Linked DNA regions of Mus musculus: all the other regions are linked to region 1. The links are chromatin contacts, called in public Hi-C maps. All regions are on one chromosome and are shown on one strand. The core of a region is the stretch at or near the end of the contact, and the rest is flanking DNA. Distances in the headings are between cores, read along the strand shown.

What was found. Hi-C and Micro-C count contacts between places; a contact is called where the count stands out from the background.
Region 2: a Hi-C map of liver shows a contact between it and region 1, with 2.3 times the contacts expected there. The contact joins two enhancer-like sites. A contact is called at or near these places in 6 of 484 Hi-C or Micro-C datasets (differentiating embryonic stem cells, embryonic heart, liver and 2 more) and 1 of 115 datasets of contacts at active chromatin or transcription factors (embryonic stem cells).
Region 3: a contact with region 1 is called in a Hi-C map of liver, with 4 times the contacts expected there. The contact joins two enhancer-like sites. A contact is called at or near these places in 1 of 15 datasets of contacts at CTCF or cohesin (stem cell-derived epiblast-like cells), 38 of 484 Hi-C or Micro-C datasets (3T3-L1-derived adipocytes, the AML12 cell line, B cells and 23 more), 5 of 115 datasets of contacts at active chromatin or transcription factors (the HPC-7 cell line, astrocytes, double positive thymocytes and 2 more) and 3 of 9 other capture datasets (adipose tissue, liver and pancreatic islet).

What each region holds. Positions count from the first base shown.
Region 1 is chr3:98,241,145-98,244,829 of GRCm38.p6, forward strand. No RefSeq gene overlaps it. Among named protein-coding and RNA genes, the nearest start is that of Reg4, 21 kb to the left of the region's middle. Within about 2 kb of position 1,732, at least 11 of the 459 cell types and tissues checked have an H3K27ac peak or open chromatin away from gene starts, as enhancers often do. A contact at or near this core is called in liver, where this site is marked.
Region 2 is chr3:98,176,564-98,180,248 of GRCm38.p6, forward strand. No RefSeq gene overlaps it. Among named protein-coding and RNA genes, the nearest start is that of Adam30, 18 kb to the left of the region's middle. Within about 2 kb of position 1,873, at least 31 of the 459 cell types and tissues checked have an H3K27ac peak or open chromatin away from gene starts, as enhancers often do. A contact at or near this core is called in liver, where this site is marked.
Region 3 is chr3:98,309,712-98,313,396 of GRCm38.p6, forward strand. It overlaps Hmgcs2 (3-hydroxy-3-methylglutaryl-Coenzyme A synthase 2), which reads left to right. Exons shown (of 10, transcript NM_008256.4): 10 at 1-1,027. It overlaps Phgdh (3-phosphoglycerate dehydrogenase), which reads right to left. Exons shown (of 12, transcript NM_016966.3): 12 at 3,460-3,685. The coding sequence ends at 3,592. Among named protein-coding and RNA genes, the nearest start is that of Phgdh, 28 kb to the right of the region's middle. Within about 2 kb of position 1,645, at least 4 of the 459 cell types and tissues checked have an H3K27ac peak or open chromatin away from gene starts, as enhancers often do. A contact at or near this core is called in liver, where this site is marked.

The DNA of each region.
Region 1 (3,685 bases), core at 482-2,981:
TGGGGCAGCTCACCTGCACCTACGCCACTAGAGCCAGCTCTACTGTGCTGCCCAGTTGCGGTGTGGGGGCCCACTCTCCTGACTGCTGCAGTTGGTGAGGGACAGGGCTAGCTTTCCCTCCTGCAGGTGGCAAGGGGCAAGGCACGGGGAGAACATCACCCCTGAACCCACATCACTTCATTTCCCACGCTCATGACCTTGGGTAGGCTCACCCCTCACTCCCAACACGTGCAAACCAGGGCCAGTTCTACTGTGCTGCCCAGGCAAGGTGCAGGGCCTGCTCTCTAGAGTTTGGCAGCCAGTGAGAGGTGGGGCCAGCTCTGCACAGTTCTTGGACATCTACATGGTTCCAGGTGGCTGCCTGGAAGTCTGCATGGCCTTTAGTGGTAATACGAGTCACAGACATCAACACAGACCTCTGTTGTTGCATGGCTATGAACCCTAACGTGCAGTAGCAGCAGCAGCAGCATGGGCTGGGGTGTCATCATGGCCTCCGGAGGCAGGGCAGGCCACTCATAACAGGCTATCCCTCCCCACTCCTCAGCAGTTCCACCTCTTCACAGTGCTCAAACTGTTCCGTTTCTCTCTCTCCCTTCTGTCCAACACATACTTGCACATTGTAGTGTGGCTCCATTGCGGGTAGTCCATGGAGCTGGTAAGCCTCTAGGTGTCTTGCACTCACCTGCACTGTGTGGCAAAGTGACAGGCAGGCCTCTGTGTGTCTCCTGCCTGCATAAGCTGTGTGGCTGTGTGGGATGGAGGCAGGAAGGTCTCTAGGTCTTCATTCTCTCTCTCTCTCTCTCTCTCTCTCTCTCTCTCTCTCTCTCTTTCTTTCTCTCCCTTCCTCTCTCTCTTTTTCTTTCTTTCTTTCTTTCTTTCTTTCTTTCTTTCTTTCTTTCTTTCTTTCTTTCTCTCTCTTCCTTCCTCTCTCTCTCTTTCTCTCTCTCTCTTTCTTTCTTTCTTTCTTTCTTTCTTTCTTTCTTTCTTTCTTTCTTTCTTTCTTTCTTTCAATGATCTCTCTATATATGTCTGTGCACATGTTGCTGCAGAAGCTTGCAAAATCCAGAAGAGGGTGTCAGATCCTCTGGAGCAAGAGTAACCGGCAGTTGTAAGCAGGTTGACTAGGGTGTTGTTGAGGGAGAGTTGAACAGTCTGCGCTCTCAACCACCAAGCCATCTTCCCAGAACTCTCTCTTCTGTTGACGATTTCTGATGAGATGACTCCCTTTCCCAGGAGCCTTTCCTATGCCACTAGCCTTTTGCTCTTAGCTTCTAGAGCACACAGCCTCTGCCCAACTCTCATTGACATTTTAACCATTTGTTAATTCAATGTGTGCTTGTCTTCCAGACTTCAATTCTTTATACAATGAGACCCTTGAACTAACGCGTCAAGGTCAAGTTCAATGTGGCTAAGTGCAGTGATTCGATGCAGGGCAATAAGGACTTTAGCATTCAAATTCATTTCTTTCAACTAAGTATAAGCCAGACAAAGTAGGTCTGCTGACCTTTGTCCATGGGGACTAGCTGATAACCCTAGAATGAACAACTCACTCTTTTGTTCAACTTGTATTTGGATCATGTAGTTCCCTAAGTCGGGGTCAGCCTCTGAGGTCACTGGGACGGCTACAACAAAATAACAGTGAAAATAAAAATAGAAGGATGTACACAGTAGTGACGGGTCGTGTGTCCTGCTGGAGGGCAGACCAGGCTGTTTGCAGTCAGGGGACAGACAAATACAGGTGTGTAAACAGGCCTCAATAGTAGAGTTTATGACTAAGATCAATATCCTGTCCTGCAGCCTGTGGGCCCCATGAAGACAGCTGGAAACGTAGACTTAGGGACAAAGTTTAGACAAAAAGGAATCTGCAGCAGAAGTTTAATTTGTAAGTGGATTAGAATTAGAGCCTCTTTTGGTTCTGGAATACGTCATTAGAGAATAGCAAATGTCCTACTGACTGGTTGTTCCATATCGATATTTTTAAATGTTACATTGTATTTATTTGTTTTGTAAGTGTGTCCGTGTGTATGCTTGTGTGGAGGCCAGAGGTCAATGGGTCCGTGTGTATGCTTGTGTGGAGGCCAGAGGTCAATGTCAGAGACCATCTTCAATCACCTTATTTTCCGATGCAGGGTCTCCACTGAGCCTAGAGCTTGCCAATTAGGGTAGAGAGCCTGGCCAATAAGCTTTAACAGTTCCTCTGATTCTGTCTCCTGGGTGCTGGGACTACACGGCCATGCCCTGGGATCTGAACTCAGGTCCTAATGTTTGAGTAGCAAGCACTCTATCAATCCAACCATCTCCCTACCTGTTCTGTCCCAAACTCCAAGCCTCTAAGTACCACTGAAACAGGAGGATTACTGGTATATTCAGCATTCCTCAGGAGCCTGTGGAACCAGTCTCTGCCTGCCAGGAAGAGTCACTTCCCTCATCTTCCCCCTACCTCTGACAAATGGAGCATCTGGTTCTCTATTAGCACATACTCAAAGCCCCATGCCATCGCCCAAGCTGTTCTGACACACGTCCCTCCCTGTGGCTTCCTGCTCTCTTTATAACTGGCAGGTTTCTCCCTTGCCTTTTTGCTACCTTCCATGTCCCTGAGAGGCAGCCATGGCTGCTTTGGACTCCTCCAAATGCCTCTGGCTATCCTCTACCACAGAGAGATAGCCCTGCAGAAGTTTCAGATTTACAATAAACCTTCTTCCCACCCGTGGAGTGGTCTAGTTTGTTGGTTTCACTGTGCGCTCACCCGACTATCCTGAGTTTAGAATTAAACAATGAATAGGTCTAGAACTGAGTAACGCAGAAAAGTGCGATAAAGACATAGCATACATCTTTATTGTTGTGTACATTACTAATCAAAATGGAATCCTCACACGCTTATGAGTAGGTGTTACAATAGTAAAAGATATTAATATATGTACAAAAAATATCTGTGTGTGGTGGTGCCCACTTTTGATCCTGGCACTAAGGAGGCAGAGGTAAGAAGGTCTCTATGAATTTGGTACCTGTTTGATCTACATTGCAGGTTCCAGGCAAGCCAGAGCAGCAGTGTGAGACCCTGCCTCAAAAAGCAAAAGCAAGGGCTGGAGAGATGGCTCAGCGGTTAAGAGCACTGACTGCTCTTCCAGAAGTCCTGAGTTCAAATCCCAGCAACCACATGGTGGCTCACAACCATCTGTAATGAAATCTGACACCCTCTTCTGGTGTGTCTGACAGTGTACCTACATATAATAAATAAATAAATAAATCTTTAAAAAAAGCAAAAGCAAAACAAAACAATGATTAAATAAATAAATAGCAAGTAAACATCCCAAGTGGAATAAGGAGGAAAGATTAGGAAAATAATTCCTCACTCAGTCAAATGCATTGTGGATGCATGGTGTCCCCTCTGTACTCCAGTACCCAAACAAAGCATGTAAAATTAACTGTTATTCTCCTGTTGTAATTGTTGTCTGGAGACTTAGTGCCTCATTCTGCTAACCTGGGCCCGCTCCTGGAAGCGTCTAGCCTCTGTACAATCTTATCTAGGCCTAGACTTTTTTCAGCCTCTAAGACTTGCGGTTGAGTAAGCTCACCCCTTCCTAGTTCTTTTTCAATTCTGGCTGGCTGATTCAATTCAGCTCTTCTGGCTCAAACTCCTCTCCAAGCTGACTGATTCAACCTTGCTTAAACTCTCTAGGCCTCT
Region 2 (3,685 bases), core at 623-3,122, 64 kb before region 1:
GGAAACACTCCTCCATTGCTGGTGGGAGTGCAAACTGGTACAACCACTTTGAAAACCAATATGGCTGTTTCTCAGAAAATTGGGAAACCACGTCCCTCCAGTTCACTCTCGTTAGGGGCCACTGCTATAGGATTAGTAGTTTTTGAAGGAATATGCTGCTTTTGTTTTTTTCATTTTTATTATATTATTTCATTGTAATTTATACATCTCATGTTACTTCTTTGCTTGGCTTGTTTTTATTTTGAGGTGTTTTAAAAACGCATTTTTAATAATTCTTGAGAATTCTGTACGTGCTTTGATCATAGTCACCCCTCCCAGAGTTCCTCCTAGATTCTCCCTTCCCTTAGTTCCTACCCACTTAACTTCCTGTCTTTTCTCTCTCTTTTTTATCCTCGTTCATGACATCCAGCATGTGCTGGGATGGCTAAAGGTTTTTTTTTAATCATTTATAATCTTTCTGTTGAAGTATTTATAATGTTTATGAGACACTTGGATGTAGTAGTGTTGAGTGTGTAGTTCAGAAGAGAATTACTCAGACCCAGAGCCCTGGGTGCCTGCTCTAAGTTCTGTATTAATGAGTAGAATTTTAATGGGGACAGCAGCCACAGCTATCTGACACTACCGCTAAGCACCTGGAGTACTAACCAATTAATAACAGTAGCCCCTTGGGTTTCAAAGCTGTTGGAGAAAGCTAGAGAGATGGCTTGGTGATTAAGAACATGTATTGCTCTTCCAAAGGATCTGAATTTGATTCCCAGCACCTATATCAGGTGGTTCACAATTGCCAGTAACTGAAGTTCCAGGGGTATTTGGCCTCTGTACACACACACACACACACACACACACACACACACACACACACACACACATTTAAAATAGTAAAAAATTAAAACAACGTAGAAGAGTAAAAAAAGAAGGATAGTATGAAATATACTTGGATTTTAGTTCATAGGATTAGCAGTGAAGTGGGTAAGGTTAAGGATTAATCATTAGATAACCTTGCGGGAAAAAAATTAAAAATCAAGGTAGGTAAAGTTGCTAAGGGGAGAGGTAGGATACTGTTCGGGTCTGCAGATCTTAGTTAGAGACTTAGAGCTGTGGGAGTTTCTGTTTAAGAAGCAAAAGGAGGAGGAGATGAGGCTAAAAGAGAGATAAAAAGGCTTAGGAAGGGGAGGAGTCAATTGGGGAGGTGTGGCTAAAGAGAATAGTAAATATTACCTTACAGGGCACTGAGTAGAAAAACACAAAACCCAACTGAGCAATAGACAAACAAAAGTCAAACCACAGTGAGACACAAGTAGGAGGTAAAATAAGAGACAAAAAAATTACTTATGAGCTGAGTTGCTGGCCCAGCTGGGTTGAGTTGAAAGGTGACGTTCTGTGAGATCCATCTGGTTCTGCTGGGTTCCATGTGGTAGTGAGTAACAGAGGAGAGATTGGGAGCCATTGCTCTCTGCAGCCTTGGTCTTCTGGGACTCTTGGAGTCAGAGACCTGCTTATTCAGCATTCTCTGGTCCCACACTATTGCCTTATTCCTTGTGTTCTCTGGTCCCAAACTGCTCCCTGGTTCCTCAATGTTCTTACTGTAATTGGTTTTGTAACTGGCAGCTGGAAAATGTTAGAGAAGTGTGGTGGAGAAAAGGAGAAAAAGACCAAGACTCTTACAATGCAGAGCCCTTGCAGGTAACTCCAGGGAGGACTAAGAAACTGGTCTCAGAAATATGAATGCTATTAGGAATATGAATTCGATTGGAGAAAATGGCTCCCTTGTTATACCACCACAAAGAAATAGTGATTTGCGCCCTTACCACTCCATAGACGTCTGGACTGAAGTGATGGACTAAGGTTTCTGCTGGCAGAAATTCCAAAACAACATTATGCAATGGGCTGTGGATGGTTTTGGCTGAATTTAGCATGATTTGAGAGCAAAGGAAAGCATAGCAAAAGGCTTTGGAAAAATCTCAGCCTAGCCAAGGAAAACAGAAAAGTGTGTGTCAGAAAACAAAGCAGCATGGCAGAGTGCCCGTCTTCTAAGGAGACTGGCAAGGACAAAGGGCACCAGTCGCTTTGTGCCAGGACAGCAGGAAGGAGATCTGAGGGTATATTAGAATCTCTGAGGCTACTGCTTCCATGACAGGCCTGGAGCTCTGGCAGGCTGGAGTTGTTTCAAAGAAGGCCCTAGAACTCTATTTTGATCTGTGTTGGAACCTATCCCTCTGTCTTCCAAGGGAAAGGGCTCTGTGGCCATTCTGACCATTGTTCAAGCAGGCTGGGGTAGCTGACATGCCGGCATATGGTGAGGGTCTTCTTGGTGTACAGAATGCAAGAGTTGTGGGTTCATGGTGGCTTCCACTGAGGTTTCAACCTAAAGACTGAATGGGCAGGCAAAAGTATGCTTGATGGTCATAATCCCTGCAGGGACCTCTCACTATAGTGAGCTATACTGAGTTAAGCTATAAGAATGGACCATATTTGAGTATCCCAGAAAGGCAGAATGGCCAGCAGCATGTACTTCTGAAAGCCACCAATGTCAGAATGCAGTCAAAGAGAGCAACAGTGTAAGCAGCAGGGCCTTAGAGTGTCATAACCTAAGGCATGGGGTCCCCTCCAGTCCCACGTGCACAGAACACAGAGCTTCGGGCTTGAATTTTAATGGTTTCCTGCTGGGTTTCTGTCTTGCTCTGAATCGTCTTTTCCCATTTCCCTCCCTATTTCTCCCCTTCGAGACATGAATGTTCATCCTATCTCTGCCCCATCATGAATCGAAGAGGCAGGCATTTGGTTTTTGTTTTACAACCACTCACATCTGAGTTTGCATCATGTCTGAGACAAAATTTTGGATGGGAACCCTTGAGTAGTTCTACAAAGTGTTGGGGCTAAGATGATGAAATAAACATATTTGCATTGAGATATGGACCCGAGGGGCCAGAGAAAGAACACTATGGCTTGGGCATGGGCTGTCCTTTGAAAGGTGAATGTGCTGGGATTCTGTGTAGGTTTAGAAAACCTACTTTAATACAGGTTCTTAAATGCTTCAACCTCCGTTTTAGCCTATCACCCACCAGAAGTAATGGAAAAGAAAGGTTATTAGGACACGGGGAAGTGAACCTGTTTAGAAATGGTTCTTTGGGGCGATTCTGATCTTTGTTGTCAGGATATCAGCAGTTCAGCTCACAGTTGGATCCAGAAGAAAGCCAGAGGCTCTTCCAATTGTCCCGAGTCTGCAGAAGTAGCAAGAAGCTGCTGGAATATCCCAAGAAGTGCTTTGGCACCTTTTTTTTCCTATGGAAGTCACAATAAACAATGCTCACCAAAGAAGACAAGGTGAGCCAATACCATGAAGTGTCGTCAGTGAAGACCAGTGTCAGCAAAGCCCAACGAAGACTAGCAAAGCGTAGCAAGGTGAACCAATGCCACAGCATTCATTGTCCAGTGTCCGCTGGGTTATACTTGTATCCTTTCCAAATATCACATGTCCTCTCAAGCATCCACTCTAGCCACACCTCATGTGCCTCCCCCTGACCCCTAGCAGCTTCCTGAAAAACACCACCTGTCTGCTCTCAGCAAAGCATCCTCTCATAAGACAGTTTCCAGAAACATCACACAACTGAGTCTAAAGTAACCAGAGATTTCCACTTCAATTCTGTCTTGGGTATGATGTGGAAGAGGCACCGAGACTTTTATG
Region 3 (3,685 bases), core at 395-2,894, 68 kb after region 1:
AAATCCATAAGGTTGGCCAGGCATGATCATGCAGAACTGAAATCTCAGCACTTGGGAAGCCGAGGCAGGGCTGAGTTCAAGGCTGATACATGTGAACTTGGTCTACAGAGCAAGTTCCAGGACATCCAAGGCTATAAAGAGAAACAGTCTTGAAAAGCAACAACAACAACAGAAACAAACTCAAAAGGATGACGCAGAAGTAGAATCCTCTCTTCTTTGGGTAAAGAGAACACAGAGTCCTCATAAAACAGCAATGTTTTAGGAATGTGAGCATTGGGCACAAGCAAAGGGGAGAAAAGAGGGCAGGGGAGGGATAGGAAGGACAAGGGGTTCTAGTCTTCCATTGTCTTTTAGAAAAAGCTCTGGACAGAGGTTCTGTTGAACCTTGAGGGAAGCCAGCTGGCCGAGGAGCCTCAAACACACACATGAAATGCGGTGACGGCCATGTCCCACCACCAGCAGTAAAGCCGGGCGAGGCCCAGGCTGAGCAGCTAATCCAGCCCTAGCCCCTCCTCAGCCCCTCCATGCACATGAGACCCTCGATCTTTCCAGAACTTCTTGCAGGACCGTGCTCCCTTCTTAGGTCACTGCAGCCATGTCTGTCTACACGAAAGAGAAGCCAGTGTCCCCCTGGTTCAAGACAGGGACACAGAACCCACGAAGAGCTCTCTGCAGGGTCTTGACAGCCCCCCCTTTCTGTGTCCCATTGTTGGGCCCTGGTATTCCTCTACCAGAAGTCACATGGATTCAACTAGGGGATGATCTCAAAGTAACACTGTGGAACTGGGAAGATGGCCCAGGGAGTTAAGGCACCTGCTACTAACCTTGACAACCTGAGTTCCATCCCTGGGACCCCCATGGTAAAGAGATAACCCATTCCTGAAAGTGTCCTCTTGTTACCAAACTTGGGGTCACTGTTTCTACTATAAGAAATCAAGTTCAGCCACCTGTCCCCAAGAAGCCACCTGTGCACTTTGGCATGAATGTGTTCTATCCCTCAATAAAATGCATTTCAAAATTGTGTCAAGGTGCTGGCTGAGTGAATGATTGTTGTCACCACACAGCAGCTGAAGGACAAACCTCAACTCATAAGCAGAACACACTGGCTGTCAGTACCTAACCACCCTCACGCCATCACACACACACACACACACACACACACACACACACACAGACACACACAGACACACACAGACACACACACACACACACACACACACACACACACACACGTCTCTTGCTCTTTTCCTCATCAGCCTTTATATAAGGCCTGAGGAGGTTTTCCTTTGGCTACTCTGGGATACTCTTCATTCAAACTGACTGTCCAGGAGTTAGCATTTAAGGCCAGTTCTATAATGCCATTCCAACATTTACCCCGACTCACTGCCGATATACTTGAGAGTGAAACTCCACTCTACAAGTTTCAGGGATTGGATGTCACAAGGTAGAATATCAGAAATGGCACTGATTGGGGGCAAACACCTTTCTTCACTTCATAAAGTCAACCCAAAGTGATTCCCCAGACACCAACATCCTCTGCTCAAATGACTTCTTCCCTAGAAGATCCCCTAGGAGAATCTTTATAGTCTTTAGCCATGCCCACAAGACTGCTGGTGCTGGGTCTGGCATAGCTGTGTAAGGGAAGGTGTGACACAATTCCTGACCCTGGAGCATCACCAGGCCATTAATCCCATGCCCTCCAACATGTGCTGATGGTTGCTGTTGCCCAAAGTTGATCTTCTGTCTTTACTACTCACTTTCAGTCTTTCTCTCTGAAGAATAGACTTCCCCCCATTACTCAGAGCTAATCATGGCATAGTAAATGAAATAGATGCAGTACTCAGTAATGAGGAATGGAGATGGTCATGAGGTTATGGAGGGCGAGGAACAGGCCCTCCACTTGGCCTTTAGGGCCATGGGAAAGGATCTAGACAATATAACCACAGAGGCCATAAAAGCCTATATGGTCCTTTGTAGAAGTGGTTCATTGCCAGACTTGGCCTTGAATTTGGAATCATGAAGAAGAACACGTACTCTCCAGTTCAATGACTGCTGCATTGATTAGCCAGGATGAACTTGGAGACTTCAAGGATAGAGAGTTAGAGTGAAATCAGGAAAAAAAGGGTATGGATAGAAAAAGTAGGAATTTATACATAATTTAGGAATAAATAGTGTTAGAAGGAGAGTACATGAGGCTATGGAATTGCTAGGATAAGGAAATGGAGACTAGGGGCCTGGAGAGATGGCTCAGTGGTTAAGAGCACTGACCGCTCTTCCAGAGGTCCTGAGTTCAATTCCCAGAAACCACATAGTGGCTCACAACCATTTGTAATGGGGTCCGATGCCCTCTTCTGGTGTCATAAATCTTTTTATAAAAGGAAATGAAGATTAGAGAATTAAGAGATGATGTGGAAGCATATAAAAAGTTAGTGTTGTTTTTCTAGCTGATTGAAGAATTGGAGATGACAATGCCTGGAAGGATATTAGAGAGCACTGTTTAATTTTTCTACTTACATAAATTCAAAACTTTGTAAGGAATCATTTTAATTTTAGTAGTTTGTCACTTTTCTATTCTTACATGGAAGCAGTTACTAAAGACTACTGTCTGCTGTAATGAAACTTGGAAGAGCTCTGCCCAGCTACCTGTGAAGAACAGGCTGTGTAAACCTATAAGGAAATGTGTGCTTGCTTTGTGCTCAGTTCTGCTCTAAGGAAATGGGGGCTGGGACTATTGATCCAGACTCAGAGTTGATGTAAATCTAAGAATTCTTGATAATTATTAACAGTGACCAAAGCCTTGAGGATGTAGCCTTAGTAAATAAAAGGCTGTCTTCAGTCTCTCTCTGGGTATTACAATTAAGCTGAAGTTGAAGAATAAAGAGTACTGAGAATCGTCAGGGAACAGAGAGAGTACCTGAACCAGCAGCTTGCATCTAATACTGACTCGGAGTCATTATTGAATCAGCACCGTCCCCATTCCCAGCTTTCTCAGGACTCTCCTCATGCTGAGGCTGGACCTCAGCAGGTGCAGGAGGTAGCCACTTTGAATTCTTCAAAAGCAAGTCATTATTCAGTTATAAAACTAGCTCTAGATCAAGTGCAGCTAACTGGAGGGCATTCCTTAGAATGAGTGATACCTCAGGTTTGAGATCTTCCAATGGGGGAGGGGGTGGTGGTCGTGAATTCTGCCTTTTCAGTTTGTGGGAGGTTGTGATTGGCCAAGGGCCACTACTGCAAAGAAATGCCCCCATACTCTCCCACATGACCTTCAAACTACTTCCTCCTCCCCAGACCCGGAATCTCTACACCGCTGCAGCATATGACCTGTGTGTTTAGCCACATCCAGAAGACCCTAACCTTCCTCTATATACCCTGCTGGTCAGCTGCCAAAACCTAGAGAGGCGGCCTGTGGGCGCCCTCTGCTGGCCTTTCTGGATAATGATCACACAGACACCATGTGGAGTTAAGAATTCTTTACTAGGTATTAGTTCAGGCAGATGCCCTGGTTCTGCGATCCCCTCTCCCTATAGGTCACAGTTGAGCGGGTTTCTTCAGAAGAGCCTGTGGGGCTGAGAGTGCTGAACCCCAGGGTCAGAAGCAGAACTGGAAAGCCTCCAATACATGCTGCTTCCATGTTTCCAGGCTGGGCAGCAGGGAGGACAGGCCCATGACGTGCCAGGGCTCT